Regions from separate parts of the Athene noctua genome. Here region 1 is linked to region 2. Evidence: chromatin contacts called from public Hi-C data. All regions are on one chromosome and are shown on one strand. The core of a region is the stretch at or near the end of the contact, and the rest is flanking DNA. Distances in the headings are between cores, read along the strand shown.

What was found. A called contact is a pair of places that touch in the nucleus more often than the background predicts.
Region 1: a contact with region 2 is called in a Hi-C map of heart, with 6 times the contacts expected there. The contact joins the promoter of BTG2 here to the promoter of LOC141969681 in region 2. A contact is called at or near these places in 2 of 2 Hi-C or Micro-C datasets (heart and liver).

Annotation. Positions count from the first base shown.
Region 1 is chr23:5,651,550-5,654,250 of bAthNoc1.hap1.1, forward strand. It overlaps BTG2 (BTG anti-proliferation factor 2), which reads left to right and starts at 1,399. Exons shown (of 2, transcript XM_074925555.1): 1 at 1,399-1,630; 2 at 2,582-2,701. The coding sequence starts at 1,474.
Region 2 is chr23:5,477,690-5,480,396 of bAthNoc1.hap1.1, forward strand. It overlaps LOC141969681, which reads right to left and starts at 1,351. Exons shown (of 14, transcript XM_074925719.1): 1 at 1,238-1,351.

The DNA.
Region 1 (2,701 bases), core at 149-2,648, 170 kb after region 2:
TGTCCCCTCATCTCCCTCACCTGTCTGGGACAAGGCAGGTGATGGCAAGTTCTCCCTGAATGCTTTGGGGAGCTCTGGAAAGGATTTGGCCTTGTCCAGGGAACAAGGATCTGTGATGTGTCTCGGGGATGGAAATTTGGGGATGGAAACCTGCTGGGGAGAGGAGATCCTCTGTGTAGGGGACCCAACCCCAGCCTGGACTGAGGACAGGAGGGTAGGAAGGGCCAGACACCAAGGATGGGTCAGACACCAGGGGTGGGTCAGACAGACACCAGGGATGGGTCAGACAGACACCAGGATGAATGGATCAGATACCAGGATGGATGGATCAGACAGACACCAGGGATGGGTCACTCGCTGACAGCCCTGGGTGCCCGATCATCTCACTCCACGTCAGCAGAACCGTGGCTCTGCCGATGCCCAGCACGACCCGCTGCCGATCCAGCACCGCCTGCCCGTGCTGGGCCACTGCCCCGGCACAAGTGCAGGACCCCGGGGCCGCTGGCTGTGGGGGTGACCCTTCCCCTCGCCCCAGCCCCCCTCGGCTGCACCGTTCCTTCAGCCCATCGGGGTTTCAGCAAGTGCTTTGCCAGCGGCTTGGCGAGGACCAGCCTCCGCTTCCCCCTCCCGAGGCAGCGTGTTCCTGAGTGGAAGTGGCCTGTGAACAGCCGCGCTGGCGGGGAGGGTTGGGAACCTCCCCCTGGGGTACCGGTGCTCCGGGGATCCCCGCAGCGGGGCCGGGACGGCTTCCCGCACACCGCCAGCACCCCGAGACCCGCTCCAGGGCCCCGGGAGCAGCCGGGGGGGGGGCCCCCAACTGCCGCAGGGTGACAAAGGGCACCTGGACCCACCCGGGCATCTGGGGGGGGAATGGGGGGGGGGGGGGTGTTTCCACCGCTCAGGACCACTTGGGGACCCCTCGCTCTGCCCTCCCGCCCCCACGGGAGCGGGTCACCTCGAGCACCGGCAGCTGCCGGGGACCCCCGATCGCCCCCCCCCCCCCCCCCGCATCCCCAGAGACTCCCGATCGACCCCCGCATCCCCAGGGACCCCCGAACCCCCCCATCCGCACCGCCGGCGCCCACGGGTGCCCCGCAGCGCCCGGCGGCCCCTGCCCTGGAGCGGGGGAGTGCGGAGAGCTGGGCTGGGCCGAGCCCCGGCCCCCTCCCTCCCTCCTCCTCCTCCTCCTCCCAGGTCAGCCCCAAAAATAACCCCCGGTAACTCCCCCCCCCCCCCCGCGCCGCCGCCATTGTCACCCCGGCGGTGACGTCACTCCTTCCACCGCGCTGAGCTCATTAGCATACCGCGCCCCCTCGGCCAATGGGCGCCGCCGCGCCGATGACGCCTCCCCGGGGCTGCCCCATTTAAAGGGGCCGCGCAGCCCCCGCCACAGCCCGAGCCGCCGTCGCCACAGCATCAGCAACGGCACCGAGAGCCGCGTCCCCTCACCCGCCCCCCGTCCCGGAGCCCAGCATGAGCCAGAGCCAGCGCCGCGGCGGCCCGCGGGCCGATATGGTGCCCGAGATCGCCGCCGCCGTCAGTTTTGTCTCCAGCCTGTTGCGGACGCGGGGCTGCGTCAGCGAGCAGCAGCTCCAGGTCTTCAGCGGGGCGCTGCGGGAAGCGCTGGCAGGTGAGGCGGGGGGGAAGAGATAGGCTTGGCGGGGGGAAAAGGGCCCGGGTGCGAGAAAAGCCCACCCGGGGCCAGGAGCCCACTGGGGTCCTTCCCCGGTGCCCCTCGTGTTGCTGCCACGACGTGGTGTCCCTCCCCGGGTGGGCACCCACCTGTGTCCGCCTTGATGCCTCTTTGTGCCTTTGCCTGGGTACCCTCTCCCCCTGCCCCGGGACTGGCAGGCACCCGAGTGCCTCCCTGGGCACCCACCCGTGTCCCCATGGGGCCCTGGGCTGCCCGAGCCCCGAAGGTGAGCAGGTCCTGGTCTGCTGAGGGATTTATACAGCTCCCCCCCCCCCGCCAGCAGCCCGCCTGCTTGAAGCCCTCCTTGTTGGGATTTGGTAAGAATAATCCGAAGCTGCTCTGGGTCCCCTGGCAAGAAGAGCTCAGCCCTGTGTCTGTGGGGTTTTAGCCCTCCCCTCCCCACGAGCATGTGAGGGGCTCAGCACGAACTGGGTGGTTCGGGCTTGTCCTCCCGGGCACACACAGCCTGGCGTTATCAGCCCCGAGAGGGGATGGTTGGTTTGCCGCTGTGCTGAGATAAGGAGCGGTGACGTGCCCCTGAACTTAAGAGAATGACCTGGATGTTACTCCCTGGCTGCGGTGTTTTGTTCTTGGCGATCCAGTATCTGCCCCGGCCACCCCGGGGGTCACGGCGAGAAGGTGTCGGGGTCCCATCACCACAGCCCCCGTGGCACCGTCCTGCCTCGGGTTTCTCAGACCCGAAGAGCTGCACTTTGGAACAAGCAGCAGCCAAAGCGTCGAGCGTTCGGCTCCGGAGCCTCCGTCTGCTGGATGCAGCCTCAGGAGGACTCGTTTTCCTCCGCCTGCACCGAGGTGTGGGACCCCCCAGGACTGCAGCAGGACCCAGACCCCCTGCTCACCGTTCTTCCCTTCTCGCTTCCCTTGCAGAGCACTACAAACATCACTGGTTTCCTGAGAAACCCTTCAAAGGCTCTGGGTATCGCTGCATCCGGATCAATCACAAAATGGACCCCATTATCAGCAAGGCAGCTAGCCAGATCGGACTCA
Region 2 (2,707 bases), core at 101-2,600:
TCCCCTGCAGCGCTCCCCAGCCCTGCTGAGCCCCGAGCGCTGGGTCACCTCGGCCACGGGGCCCTGCCACCAGCGAGGACCCGCGGGAGATGGGTGAGCTGGGGGTCACACAGACCCGCTCCCCAGCCCAGGAGGGCACACGGGTCCTGGCAATGCCAGCGTTGCTCCCTTGGCACCCCCTTGCCTGTCAGAGCCTCCGCCTGCTCGCAGCCATGTTCCAGTCGTCCTGTGCAAACCCCACGGGTCACAGCACCCAGGGCACCACCCTGCTATTGTCCCACGGGATCCCAGCTGAGCCACTGTCCCTCCCTGGCACTGGAGCAGGGACAAGGCGCCCGCCGGGTGCCCCCGGTGTGGTAGGTGCACCCGCCCTGACAAAACCGAAACTCCTCAACTGCTGGAGCATGACACACGGTAACTCTTGTTGCATCTGCATAATAATCACAGTCGCTTACACATTTTGAAGATTGAGGCCCTCGGTCAGTGAGTAATGTGACCATATCTGAGCACAGATCAGGTTTGACGAAGGGACAAAGTGCCGGAGGCCAAACTGAGCCAGTCCTCCTCGGAGCAGCCAGGGACTCTCCCCTTGGGTCGGAGACTCTCCCCCTGGGTCAGGATGTTGCCCAAGGTAACTCCTCGAGGCTGAGAGCCCTCCCCTTCTAAGGTGAGTGACTGTGCACTTTTGGCTCATTATTCTAAACTTCCAACTAAACTAAACTGAATTTCCAAGCCAGCTACGCAGCATGAATTTCGCTTGGCCTTCTGAATCTGTAGTTTTACCAATGTTAGTCTGAGTACTAAACCGATTCTGATTAAAATAAATCTCATTTCGAGTGTAGCACCTGACTAATTTGATTGTCTGAGCCTCCGTGACACCCGGCCAGCCCGGCACTGCCGCGGGCTGCGAGCCCCGCTCCCGGCTGCGTCCCTGCCACGGGCAGAGTTTGGGGGCTTGTAGGGGCGAGGGGCTCAGACCTCACGGGTGCAGCACTGCCCAGGCTCCCCGGGGCAGCCTTTGGGGCTTCCCCACTGCCAGGCCGCAGAGATCAGGGCTTATCCCAGGGGATGCCTGGACCCGAAACCGGCCGATCCCAGCCCGGCCGGAGCACTGGGCTCCCAGCACCACCGGTTAATACCCGCAGCCTCGACCCAGGCTGGCAGGAGTTAACATCAGGGACCTACCGAGAGAAAAAAGAGAGGAAATAACATATTTATCCCCAAACTGGGGTTTTACCTGGGCAGATCAGTCCCGGGTGGCCCCTGGAAAGCAGCTCGCCCGCCTGGAGAGATGAAGCGCCGAGGAGCATCGCAGAGACTCCTGCACCCCAGCCCAGCTCCCTGCAGCCCCTCACCCCTGCCGGATCTCCCCCACCCCCTGCTTTTGCTGAACACAAACCAACAGCAAGGTGCTAATTCCTCCCCACCCCAAGCCCGGGAGCTCTCCCTGGAGCCCTCCCGAGCGCTTGGATTTCCCTTCCTTGAAAGCCAAGCTGCGATTCCCTCCGAGAGCTTTTACTCCTGTTTGCAGAGCGTCTCCTTACACTGATTTCAGCGGCTGAAGATAAACACTCACTAGCAGGGGAAGCACAAGCGGGGTCAACAGACCTTCCCCCTCACTTCCTGGAGGCTGCACAGACCCAGGCAGCACTTCTCAACGCACCCTCTGATAACCAGGGCCAGCCAAATTCCTCCTGTTATCTAAGAGCCCTCAGCAAGCCCGTTTTAAAGCAGAATTTGATGCAAAACCTGCAAACTCTGCACCACACCAGCCTCTGGGGGCAACCCCTGTTCCTGCCCTGTCCCCACCATGCAAGATGGGGGACCCTGCACCCCTAGAACACAAAGCAACTGTGCAAAGGAGGGGGCTCTGCACCCCCAGGGCACACAGCGTCGTGCAAGGGGGGACCCTCTCCCCCCTTCCCGAGCCCGCTGCTGGTCCAACACATCTCCTGGTGCAGGTGCTGCCAGGCACTGTGGCAGCTGTGCCCACCCTGATGGCAAGACTCTTTGAGCCACAGCGTTTGCTAACTTTGGTGAAATATAAAAATACTTGTTAGTTCTGGTAAATCCGTGGACGGGTAACCACAACATCTGCTGACTTCAGTCACAAGGGGGTTGCACAACTGGCTATTGTTAGATCCACACTTTGGCCAAAAGCCAAAACCCTGTGCCAGTGAGGACAAACAGGACCGTATTTTTGACCACAGATTCGACTAGCGGATAAACGGGATCCTGTCGGAGGACAAATTGAGTCAGTCCACTTTAGAGCAGCGGGTCTGCAGTTGGGAACTTTCCCCATGGCTTGGGATGCTGCCTGAGGGAACTCCCCGAGGTTCAGAGCCCTCATCTCGACTGGTGAATGAAACAATGTTTGGGTTAGTTCCTTTCTAAAATTTAAGCTTAAATCAGCTGTGTATTATCTGATTCCACTTGGCACCTGGACTCTGTAGTTTAGTAATGTTTAGAGTATTAAATGGTATTTGACTAGAATTAATTTTCTTTGAGCTTGTGGCCTACCTAATTTTGTGAGCCTCTACAACAGGCACCTACAGCACCTCCTCCCCATTTCCCTCCATCCCCACGGGGAACGGAGCTCCCAGGAGTTCGTTAGCACCGGCCAGATACGTTAGTACAAGGTACAGACATCTCGGCTGGCCCCACGATGAGATGCATCATCTTCCCGATGCTTAATGAACACCTGCCT